Regions from separate parts of the Mus musculus genome. Here regions 1, 2 and 3 are each linked to region 4. A link is a contact called in public ChIA-PET and promoter capture Hi-C data. All regions are on one chromosome and are shown on one strand. The core of a region is the stretch at or near the end of the contact, and the rest is flanking DNA. Distances in the headings are between cores, read along the strand shown. Region 1 holds the start of Bicral (BRD4 interacting chromatin remodeling complex associated protein like). Region 2 holds the start of Cul9 (cullin 9). Region 3 holds the start of Mea1 (male enhanced antigen 1). Region 4 holds the start of Taf8 (TATA-box binding protein associated factor 8).

Evidence for each region. Promoter capture Hi-C pulls out the DNA fragments that hold promoters and counts their contacts. ChIA-PET counts read pairs in DNA pulled down with a chosen protein or histone mark.
Region 1: a promoter capture Hi-C map of hematopoietic stem and progenitor cells shows a contact between it and region 4. The contact joins the promoter of Bicral here to the promoter of Taf8 in region 4. A contact is called at or near these places in 7 of 39 promoter capture datasets (the 3T3-L1 cell line, cranial neural crest, embryonic stem cells and 4 more) and 1 of 115 datasets of contacts at active chromatin or transcription factors (astrocytes).
Region 2: a contact with region 4 is called in an RNA polymerase II ChIA-PET map of memory CD8 T cells, with 5 read pairs. The contact joins the promoter of Cul9 here to the promoter of Taf8 in region 4. A contact is called at or near these places in 2 of 39 promoter capture datasets (liver and maxillary cranial neural crest) and 2 of 115 datasets of contacts at active chromatin or transcription factors (memory CD8 T cells and pancreatic cancer cells).
Region 3: a promoter capture Hi-C map of pre-B cells shows a contact between it and region 4. The contact joins the promoter of Mea1 here to the promoter of Taf8 in region 4. A contact is called at or near these places in 5 of 39 promoter capture datasets (the C10 cell line, cranial neural crest, liver and 1 more), 1 of 115 datasets of contacts at active chromatin or transcription factors (regulatory T cell precursor) and 1 of 9 other capture datasets (adipose tissue).

The regions. Positions count from the first base shown.
Region 1 is chr17:46,830,147-46,832,863 of GRCm38.p6, forward strand. Bicral (BRD4 interacting chromatin remodeling complex associated protein like) reads right to left here and starts at 1,267. Exons shown (of 11, transcript NM_001100452.1): 1 at 805-1,267. The coding sequence starts at 845.
Region 2 is chr17:46,545,015-46,547,714 of GRCm38.p6, forward strand. It overlaps Cul9 (cullin 9), which reads right to left and starts at 1,374. Exons shown (of 41, transcript NM_001081335.2): 1 at 1,232-1,374. Srf (serum response factor) reads right to left here. Exons shown (of 7, transcript NM_020493.2): 7 at 1,825-2,700.
Region 3 is chr17:46,679,714-46,682,523 of GRCm38.p6, forward strand. It overlaps Mea1 (male enhanced antigen 1), which reads left to right and starts at 1,408. Exons shown (of 4, transcript NM_010787.2): 1 at 1,408-1,492; 2 at 1,904-2,184; 3 at 2,296-2,398. The coding sequence starts at 1,915. It overlaps Klhdc3 (kelch domain containing 3), which reads right to left and starts at 1,217. Exons shown (of 12, transcript NM_027910.3): 1 at 989-1,217.
Region 4 is chr17:47,500,964-47,503,663 of GRCm38.p6, forward strand. Taf8 (TATA-box binding protein associated factor 8) reads right to left here and starts at 1,328. Exons shown (of 9, transcript NM_022015.4): 1 at 1,268-1,328; 2 at 321-477. The coding sequence starts at 1,306.

The sequences.
Region 1 (2,717 bases), core at 17-2,516, 670 kb before region 4:
TAAGTACTGCTACTTCTACGTAAATAGCTGCTGATAGTTATATAAGGCAAAAAGAAACGAAACACTAGCTCCAGTGAAATCTCTCCATTTTAAACCATTTTCTACACTTCTGTCTCTGGGAAGCGCCTACTGCTTCAGTCCTGGGGGGTGAACTTGGACCTTGCCCTTGCTTGGTGAGCTAAAAATAAAACTAAGCAACACCCTGGCCTGCCATCCCCAGACTTACTAAAAAAAATAACAAGTAAAACCAAAAGGAATGGGTTGCTGAGTTATGACCTGTGTGTAAAACTACCTTTCTGTGGCAGTTAAGAGCACTGACTGCTCTTCCTGATGTCCTGAGTTCAAATCCCAGCAACCACATGGTGGCTCACAACCATCTGTATGTGATCTGATGCCCTCTTCTGAAGACAATGACAGTGTACTTTATACATAAAATAAATAAAATCTTATTTATTTGTTTATTTATTTATTTTTGTTTTCTGAGACAGGGTTTCTCTGTGTAGCCCTGGCTGTCCTGGAACTCACTCTGTAGACCAGGCTGGCCTCAAACTCAGAAATCTGCCTGCCTCTGCCTCTGCCTCCCAAGTGCTGGGATTAAAGGTGTGTGCCACCACTGCCTGGTATAACAAAATCTTAGTACAAACAAACAAACACACAAACTCTCTGTGCTAGTTATTGCTGTAACCATGGTAAAGTATTATTTTTTATTTTAAAAGGCCAGGAGCTTAAGATAGCTACAGAGCTCTTTCTACTCCTCACACCTCACACGAGCGGTCCACCCTGGGCCCCACAGGAGCATCTTACCCAATAAGATCGAGGAGACAGGAGTCATCGTCATCATCCATGACAACTGCAAGGAGAGAGGGAGGGAGGCAGTGAGTCGGAGCAGGGCGGCCAGCAATATGGATGCAGTGGAGCACGCTGAGCCTCCACACAACTGTCAGCACGGGAGCTTTCCCTAGTCACCTATCAAGCCTACCATGGGAAAAATGTTGTGGCTGGTGGGCACAGTGTCATTTGCCAGTAGTCCTGGCCACTCAGGTAGGACTCAGTAAGGAAGGGAACTTGAGTCCAAGAGTTCAAGGTCAGCCTGGACAATAGCAAGACCGCAGCTCATAAGTAAATAAACAAATAGCCAAGCAAGCCAGACACACTGGCAAACACCTTGATCCCAGGAGTTGGAAGGCAGAGACAGGAGGATCAGGAGGTGAAGGCTACCCTTGCCTACATGACAAGGTTGAGGCCAGCCTGGGCTACATGAGACCCCATGTCAAAAACAAAAAACAAAAACAAAAACAAAAACAAAAACAAAAGGTGCCAGGCGTAGTGGCGCACGCCTTTAATCCCAGCACTCGGGAGGCAGAGGCAGAGGCAGGCGGATTTCTGAGTTTGAGGCCAGCCTGGTCTACAAAGTGAGTTCCAGGACAGCCAGGGCTACACAGAGAAACCCTGTCTCGAAAAACAACAACAACAACAAAAAGGTAGAAATATGTGAAATTAACAGTTACTTGAATACATTTTTGACTTAAATTGTTTCTCCTATAAATCAGTTTCAACATAGAGGTCCAAAGAGTTTAGACACATCTAAGATAGCTGCAGCCACCGGCCACATGCAGATTCCCGAGAGAGACCATGAAGGAGGACTTATGCCATCAAACGTAGAATGAGTAAGGGCAGAGACAAAATTTTGCTTTAGGAAAGCTCTCAGATTCTGAAGTCCTTCAGGGTTGTGACCGGATGCGTCTAAACACTGAGAGCAACTCCGACTTCTCAACGTATTTTGGTGATCTTTGGGAAGGCAGAATGCGGGTTCTCCCCACATTTGGAGACAGACCAGGAGGCCCTGTGGTGCAAGCCATACAGGCTCTGGTCGTGGGCCTTGGGTGCTTCCCAGTGCAGAAATACTGTCCAAGTTCAATGCCGAATAGTCCATAGCTGGACCAGGAATGTTTAAAGTAGAAACTGCAGCCCAAGTTCTCCCCACTGCAGCTCGGAGCTCCCTCTCTCTGCCTGCAGCAGCCACAAGCATGGCCAGCACAGCTCTGGCCCAGACTGTAACAACTGAACAAATTCCAGCCGTGGTTCTCCCCCGAGAGCCAGTCAACTTACACTAGTGACCCGACACCTGGCAACCCTGCTTCTCACCCATTTCAAGCCATGCGTGGAATAATTTACATCACAGAACACCAGGGCCAAGAGTTCTGGAGCAGTTGGAAAGGGCAGTTGTGAACGGCAGTTGGACGCAGGAATGAAATCCTGAAGAGATGCCCAGAGGAGGGGCATACCCAGAAAAGGCAGAGGGAAGGGTGAGTCTTAAGGAGAGATTTTTCTCTGTTCAAACTTCCTTCTCCCATTAGTTCCTCCAAACCAATCATAAGGCCTAACAGCTGTGGTATTCCCTCCTGCCACGGGGAAGGACACTTTCTCTACTCTAGAAGAATGTGGAAGGGTAAGTTTCCTGATGTGGGACCCTCCTGTAGGTGGCTGGATTCGAAGGGTTGCGGAGTGACTGGGCTGATTATAATCCACTGAGCAGAGTGCAGGGTGGGGAGAGAGGATGGGTGAGGGAGAAGGAAGGAGAGTGGGATACATGAAGCAGAAGCTGTTGGCTACTGAAGCTAAGAGCAGCCAGCCATGAGAAATGGGCTCTTTAGGACCCAGGCAGGAGTCATTTGAGGTCACATTGGCACCAATGTTCCTGCACACATGACTTTTGA
Region 2 (2,700 bases), core at 124-2,623, 960 kb before region 4:
TGCCTGGTGCCCTTGGAGGCCAGGGAAGGCATCAGATCCCCTGGAAGTCGAGTTAGACATGGTTTTCAGCATTATATGGGTGCTGGGGATTGAACCCAGGGCTTCCTGGGTGCTAGGCAAACACTCCACCAACTGAGCTACATCCCCAGGTCCATAAATCTCCTTTCTAAAAGGCTATGAATTTAAGCCTGGTGTGCCTATAATCTTGATATTCAGGAGACTGAGGCAAAAGAATCACAAATTCCGAGGTTAGGCTTGGCTACACACAGAAAGTTCCTGGCTAAGCCCAAACTACACAGTAAGATTGTCTTTAAGGGCTGGAGAGATGGTTCAGTGGTTAAGAGCACTGTCTGCTCTTCCAGAGGTCCTGAGTTCAATTGCCAACAACCACATGGCGGCTCACAACCATCTGTAATGGGATCCGATGCCTTCTTCTGGTGTGTCTTAAGACAGTTACTCATATAAATAAAATAAATGAATCTTTAAAACAGAAACCAAACTGAACATTCGTTAGCACAGAACTGCTCAGTAAAAAAAATGTATTACAGCATAATCTATTCTTAGATGGGGACAGTAGGTTGCAGGCATCAGATAAGAAAGGTTGTTAAAGCAGAATATTAATGAAAATAAAACGACTAGGGAAAGGTATGTGTGATTTGAAACAGTGCAATGGAGAGAGTAAAATAGAAGGTGTACCTGGATAAAAGAACCAGTTATCCAGGCAGGAGTCATGTCAGGGTGCACGGACAGGAGGCAAGCAGAAGAAAGGAGGAGTCATATAAGATGTGAACTTCTGTGTGGATGGGATTCACTTAGCATGGAAGGAAGGCTAGGCGATAACCATTGATGCTCTTATAGCTGTTGACAAACATGGGGCCAAGCCAAACCATCTTCTAGGCCTGGGGGGCGGGGATGGCATAGGGAGGGCCTAAACCAGAAGCTCTAAATAGGGGTGTGAAGGTGACGCCTGACTGCCGGGACTGAGAACAGAAAGCAGCACGATCGCGTCCAAGCTAGACTCCAGAGAGGTGGCGGAGGAGCCCGCTCAACACCAAGCGGGGAATAATGGCCTGGGGGAGCGGGGCGGCGCGGGGTGAGCATGGCGGGGCGCGGTCGCGAGCTGACAGGACCTGCTTCCCCGACTTCTCCCTCTAGTCCGGGAGGAAGGGATGAGGGACTTGGAGGGGGTTGGGAAAAGAAGGGATGGCTCGGTGCAGAGCTTTCTTCTCACCTCTCACCGCCCTCCCGGCTGGACCCTCGCTGTCACCCAGCAGCGGGTCCCGCAACTGGGCCCGCCTCCTCCACAGCTCTTTTCCGGGTCACACGCCGGGCGCACGCACGACCCGGGCGACTACGGGTCCTACGGTGGCCCACTGCGAGCGTGGCAAAGCGGCGCGTGAGTGGAGCATGCGTATTAGCCGAGGGAGTCAGCAACCAGTGTCCTTCCCAGGTAGTCCGGTGTGAAGCATCCTGCGCTCCACCGGGTCCATCTTCCTCTCCCACCCACCACAGCAATCATCTCCGCATTAGTTAACCCATACTCCCATCACCGGACTTGTGTGTGTGTGTTGTTGTTGTTTCCCAGCGCTGCCCAAACCCTGCGGTATTTTAGATCATTGGGTCACTTTGACTTTTAAGTAAAACCCCTGACCTTCCCTGAGCTGCTGGCAAAACCATGCATTAAGTCCTCGCCCAGATCTCTTCAATCATGTAGGATTGAACAGTCCAAAGCACACCGCAGCTTGGGACAGACTTTAAGGGATTGTGCTCCCTCCTCCCTCCCGATGCTAAAAAGATCCCAAAGACACAGCCAAAGACCCCAGTCTGTGCACAAAAATGATACATTTATTGAAAGAGTATTTTTTTAATACAAAAGAAAGCTCTGTACAGAAGATGTGACCATGTCCACTATTCCTGGGTCAACATCCCAGGAGAAGTAGAAACCACGGATATACCACACGCACTCCACATTCACACACGTATTCACTCGGACACAGGCGCGCGCACACACCCCTAGAGCCACTTAATTAGGGATACACCAAGGGTTGCTGCACATAGAAATGCCACCTCAGTCCTGCCTGACAAACAGGTTCTCCCAAGGCCACAATCACACAGCACACGTTGGTAAGCACTTGGCCTGAATCACTTGCCCAGGCTCTATCTTTTGTGAGGAGGAATCAACACCTCCGGTGTTGGGGGAGGGGCCATGAGTGGGCGGCAGAGGAGTGAAACAGGAGCAGAGAAGGGGGCTGGGCAGTTACAGACCTGAGTCCCAAGCTCCCCAACTCTGACCCCTGGTTTACCATGCCCCAGTCTTGAAAGCCACCCAAACGCCCCAGCTATTTCCAGGAGAAAGGCCAGAAAGGTGGCATCCCAGCTGGGGAAGACAGTAATGGGGATTAGAGGTTCAGGGGGCTCTTAAACGTCAGCAGATCATCCCCATGAAACGTAGGCTGTGCATAAAACCTTCCCAACCCCTCCACCTAACCGCAGAAGTAGGCTTGTTCCTACTGAAGGCAGCAACAAGGGTTTAGTGACACCCTACCCCAACTGCCCTCCCGGAAAAAGCTCCTTTAATGGATACAGGTGGTTTAGGCTGGCTCTGACACAGGGTAAAACACCCTCCCCTATGCTAGCCCACCCTCAAGGTCCCCAAAGGGATTTTAAGGGATGGGGCATGGCCCTGTACAAATTACATAA
Region 3 (2,810 bases), core at 158-2,657, 820 kb before region 4:
GCAGCAGCCAAAAGTTAAACTGTTCCTTCATTACTCAGGCTCTTCAATTTTTGCTTATCAGAGAAAGAGGACTGAAAGCTTAAGAATCCAAGTCCAAGGCACTCGTGCTGGGGCATGGAGGCAGGGGGATGTCTGTGTAATTAAGGTCAGCCACCTGGGTCTACACAGTAAGTCCCAAATTAGCCAGAGCTACAAGAACCTGTCTCAAAAAAAAAAAACAAACAAAAAATAGAGAAAGAAAGGAAAGAACGTGGTGGTGGAGAGCCTATCAACCTCCTTCATATCTTTTACTCTCCTTTGAAAGTAAGTCCAGATAAAACGAAAATGCACAAAGATAAGACTACAATCCCAGTGGCAGACGGAGGAAGACTCCATCTTCCTAAGGAGAACTCGGAGGCAGGAGGTTATACGTTATCTCTGGGTCTCCAGCATTTCCCACCAATAGGCCATTTTCAACATCCCAGCCCCTGAGGTCGGCTTCCCCTCCCTGCTCGCGCCCCTTCCCTTCTTAATTTCCCGAGAGCCTTGCAGTTCCTCCTCCCACCACTTCAAGGTCCACACCAGAGCCCTCTAACTCGTCTAAGTTCACGAAGGGAAGCAAGCCATTCTTATCCCCTGCCAACCATACCGCTCTGTGAATGAGACTGGTCTCCGGTTGTAGTCCACCTTTCTCAGCCGCCCCTCCCCCACGACGCCACACTGCCCCCTCCCCCTGCCATTATGCTCAGCTTCCTGATTCTCTTCGGAACCCACTCGTCCACTTCTCTCAGCGCTTCCTCCAGCCACCAGGTCTCTCCCACCCGTCTCCAGGCCATTTTCCCCTAACCCTTTCGCGGACCATTAACACTCCTCTTTCCCAGCATCCCCCTAGCTCCCTCCCCACCCCCAGCTCAGCCTTCTCAGCCCCTCCCGCGCGGCCCCAGCCGTAGGCAATGGGCGTCGCCTGTCCCTTCAATTTTCCTCATCCCCCCAACCCATCCCAGGCTACCTGCCAGGCCGGGCCGGGGTGGGGCCGCGGGTCCTCGCGCTGCCAGCAGCCTAGAACCCGTTGCCCGCCAACCGATTCCTCGGTCCCCAACGAGATAAACACTGCCAGACTTCGTCCTTCCGGCGGGCAGCGGGACGCGCACGTGCAGTGAGAATTGCCGGCCCGACAGCTTCAGGGACTTGTAGTCCACGAATTACCCCAGGGCCGAAAGATGGGGAGCGGGTGGGCGGGGCCGGTTTGTGCGCATGCGCAGAACACCAGTTCACGTCGCACGCCTGAGGGTCACTGGGTAATGTAGTTCTTTGTGGTCCGGGCAGGGGATGGCGGAGGCGGGGCAAGAGGCGGACTTGTCCTCGCTTGCGTCAGTCTCGGGCACGGGGCGGGGCTGGAGGACTAAGAGCCCCAGCATGTCCTGCCCCGCCGGAAGTGAAGGTGCGGGTCCGGCTGTGGGCTCTGAGAGGGTGAGGCGCGAGGAAATACCAACGCCGAGAATCAGTGGGGCGGGTAGGGGACTCTGTAGCTGGGGCCATTGAAGGGGAGACCCTGGGCCTGAAGGGGTTTTTGCCAGGCGGTACTACACTCCCCCGGAATAGAGGGAATGAGGGGCGGGGACGCGCTATGGTGGGTAGCCTGGCGACCAGCAGTTACCTCCAGAGGAGGGGCGTGGTGAGAGGGGCGAGGTTCTGGGAAGAGGCTTTTAGGAAGAGGTGAAACCCTCCGGTGGTCGGTTCATTTAGGAATCGGGCGAGTTAAAGACGTGTGTGCTCCAGCTCAATATGAGAACCCAAACTTGAGACAGGGAGGCAGGAGAGACGGGAGGAAGATGCAAGTTCCATGCGAGAGGGAAGTGGGTGGCTGAACGTGAAAGGAGACCTGGTTTCATCCCATCCCTATCCCGCCTTTCTGTCCCTGCAGCCCCTGCCCGGATGGCAGCAGTAGTTCTAGGGGGAGACACCATGGGCCCTGAGCGTATCTTCCCCAATCAGACTGAGGACTTAGGGCCACATCAGGGTCCTACAGAAGGAACTGGGGATTGGAGCAGTGAAGAACCCGAGGAAGAGCAGGAGGAAACAGGAGCAGGCCCAGCAGGCTACTCGTACCAGCCCCTCAATCAAGACCCTGAACAAGAAGAGGTGGAATTGGCACCAGTGGGTGAAGGAGAAGATGGAGCTGCTGACATCCAAGATCGGATCCAGGTATGGTGGAGGATGCTGTTACTAAGCAGATGAGATGGAATGTACCAACAGCTGTTTATCATAATGGCAGGGGGAGGGGCGCCTAACAAATTATCTTCTCTGGTTCTGCAGGCCCTGGGGCTTCATCTGCCAGACCCTCCATTGGAGAGTGAGGATGAAGATGAGGAGGGAGCCGCCGCATTGAGCAGCCACAGCTCTATCCCCATGGACCCAGGTACAAAAACAACCAAAGCTCATTCCTTCATTTAGAAATAATTACCAAAAACTAGTAAGAACTGGGCATGGTGGTGCACACCTTTAATCCCAGCGCTCATGAGGCAGAGGCAGGCTGGTGGTCTCCTGGTCTACAGAGCAAATTCCAGGAGAGTCAGGGCTGCACAGAGAAAAACCGAATACAATGCCCCCCATTCTCCCCCTCACCCCCAAACAAGATCACTTTATTCCTAAAAATTTCGTTACCTGAGATTTTGTGGACTTCAGAATCTAAGTGAAATGCTGTCTCACTAGACTTGGGAATGGGCAGACCTGGCAATAATGAGGGCGTGATGATGTGTTGGGGGTCTTGGGCTGACTGAGGCACTAGGGAGAGAGGAGCTGGTCCCGTTCTTTTTTTTTTTTTTTTTTTT
Region 4 (2,700 bases), core at 78-2,577:
GGCTGTGGAGAAGACCGAATCCAGTGTTGTTCAGGGATACAGGGCTTTGGACATGGATAACGCTGAGAGTTGTGTAACACTTAATGCCACTTAATGCCGCTGCAGACGACTGAAATGACAAGGTTGCTATTTGTGTCTCTCCCACATGTATAAGCATCGAAACAGTCTCATTCTACAATGGACATGTGTGTTTCTTCTGCCTGAAGCTGAGTCTCTAACAGTCTTCCAAGAGAAGGGGAGAGAGAATCTGGGATGGAGTTCACGGAGCTGGGGGGGGGTCTGTAAAGGAAACAGCGGGCCTAGTGTTTCTTGGTACTCACAGCTCTGCAGCATCTCTGTCAGTGTCTCCACAGACGCTTTCTCGGCACTCTCAAATCCCGCCTCTGTCAGCAAGGAGCTCACAACCACTTGCAGGGTCCTCCTCCGGGCCAGATGGTAGTTATCAGCAGGGTTAGTGGATTGCTTACTTCCCGGTCTCTGGAAATCAGAAGCCCAGAGTGAGACTTTGAACCACTAGATGTGTGTGTTTTGCGCGCGTGTGTGTGTTCCTGCGAGTGCAGGTGCCGCGCTGGCCCGGATTCCGTGAAGCAGGAGTTACAGGTGATTGTGAGCCACTCCACCAAACTCAGGTCCTCTGAAAGACCAGCAAGTCCGTCTTAACCACTAAACCATCTCTCCAGCCCCATTCACTTCTTTCTGGAGCAAAGTTACAGGAGCGGGTCTGTGGTGGGCACGCCTTTATTCCCAGCACCCGGGAGGCAGAGGCAGGCGCGAGAGGAGGCAGGAAGAGAGAGGGAAAAGCAAAGGAAGAATATATACACGAATGATGGTACTGAGCGAATAAATCTACTATCTTCTTGTCCCATCACACCATTTCAGTAACCAGGAAAATTAAACCAGCTACCACCACAGGATGCAGAGGAGAGCTAGGCATCACCGCAGAGAAAGGCAGAGCAAGTAAATATTTTACGAAGTTCCAACTTCGGCCGGCCAGTAAGAGGATAAAAACAGCCTCTTCAGACCAATCAGAAGGAGTTCCGGGTTCCCACCTCAACAAGGAACAAGCCAATCAAGTCTCAGATGCAGCAATTCAGGAGGCCGCTGCCAAAAGCCAAGCAGCGGGGACCGCCTACGGCCAGAGATACTCTCCAGCCCCGGGTCTCAGAGCGGGCCTGGGCTTCTCGGTTCGAGACCGTGGCCCAAACCGTGGGAGAGATCCAGAAGACCCAAACTCTTTCGGCTTCACGCCGCGCCTCTCCACCCTTACCGTTCCGGAGCCACCAGGCCCGGCCGCCGTGTCAGCCATCTTGCTCTTGCGTAGTGTGCGTGAGCGCGGGGCACGATGGGACTTGTAGTTGCGGGGTGGGAGGTGGAGAAGGGCGGGGCCGCGGGTGCCCCGCCTTATAGAAAAGCTCTACGAACACGTGTGAGTCTGGGGTGGGGGTGGAGGGAGCTCGGGATAGCCCAAGCTCACGTGGCGTTGTGTGACCCAAGCTTTCTTGGACACTTAAGTCAGTAGCTGTAGCAATTGATCTGGAAGACGCACTGTGAGATGCACTGAGTTAAAAGAAACATATTTTGTCCAGGAGCCTGCCGTCTGTAATCCTAGCACTTTGGAGCTGAGACCAGAGGATCTAGAGTTCCAGGCTAGCGTGGGCTATGCAATGAATTAAAGGCCAGTTTAGGACTACATAAGGAGACCCTTTCCCTGAAAAGAAAAGAATAAAAATAAAAACAAAAACAAAGCCATTTGTATGAAGTAAGTTCTCAGAAATACACTAAGAATACAATTTGGGTCTGGAGAGATGGCTCAGCGGTTAAGAGCACTGATTGCTCTTCCAGAGGTCTTTAGTTCAATTCCCAGCAACCACGTGATGGCTCACAACCATCTACAATGAGAACTGGCGCCTTCGCAGGGCCTTGGTGGTGCACGACTTTAATCCCAGCACTTGGGAGGCAGAGGCAGGTGGAGTTCTGAGTTCGAGGCCAGCCTGGTCTACAGAGTGAGTTCCAGGACAGCCAGGGCTACAAAGAGAAAACCCTGTAAAAAAAAAAAAAAAGAAAAAGAAAAAGAAAAAGAAAAAGAGGGGCTGGTGAGATGGCTCAGCGGTTAGGAGCGCCGACTGCTCTTCCAAAGGTCCTGAGTTCAAATCCCAGCAACCACATGGTGGCTCACAACCATCCGTAATGAGATCTGATGCCCTCTTCTGGTGTGTCTGAAGACAGCTACAGTGTATATAATAAATAAATAAATATTTTAAAAAAAGAAAAAGAAATCTGGCGCCCTCTTCTGGTGTGTCTGAAGACAAGACCAATATACCCACATGTATGCAATAAATAAATATTTAAAAACAAAAAAACACTTTGGTTCTGCTTGCTCTTCCAGAGGTTCTGAGTTCTATTCCCAGCAGCCACATGGTGGCTTACAATTATCGGTAATGGGATCCAATGCCCTCTTCTGGTGTGTCTAAAGACAGCTACAGTGTGTGTATTCATATAATTGAAACAAATAAATCTCTTTTAAAAATACACTTTGGGGCAGAGAGGTGGCTCAGTAGTTAAGAACACATACTGGGCTGGAGAGATGGCTCAGTGGTCAATCAGAGCACTGACTCTTCTTCCTGGGGTCCTGAGGTCCTGAGTTCAATTCCCAGCAACCACATGGTGGCTCACAACCATCTGCAATGAGTTTGGATGCCC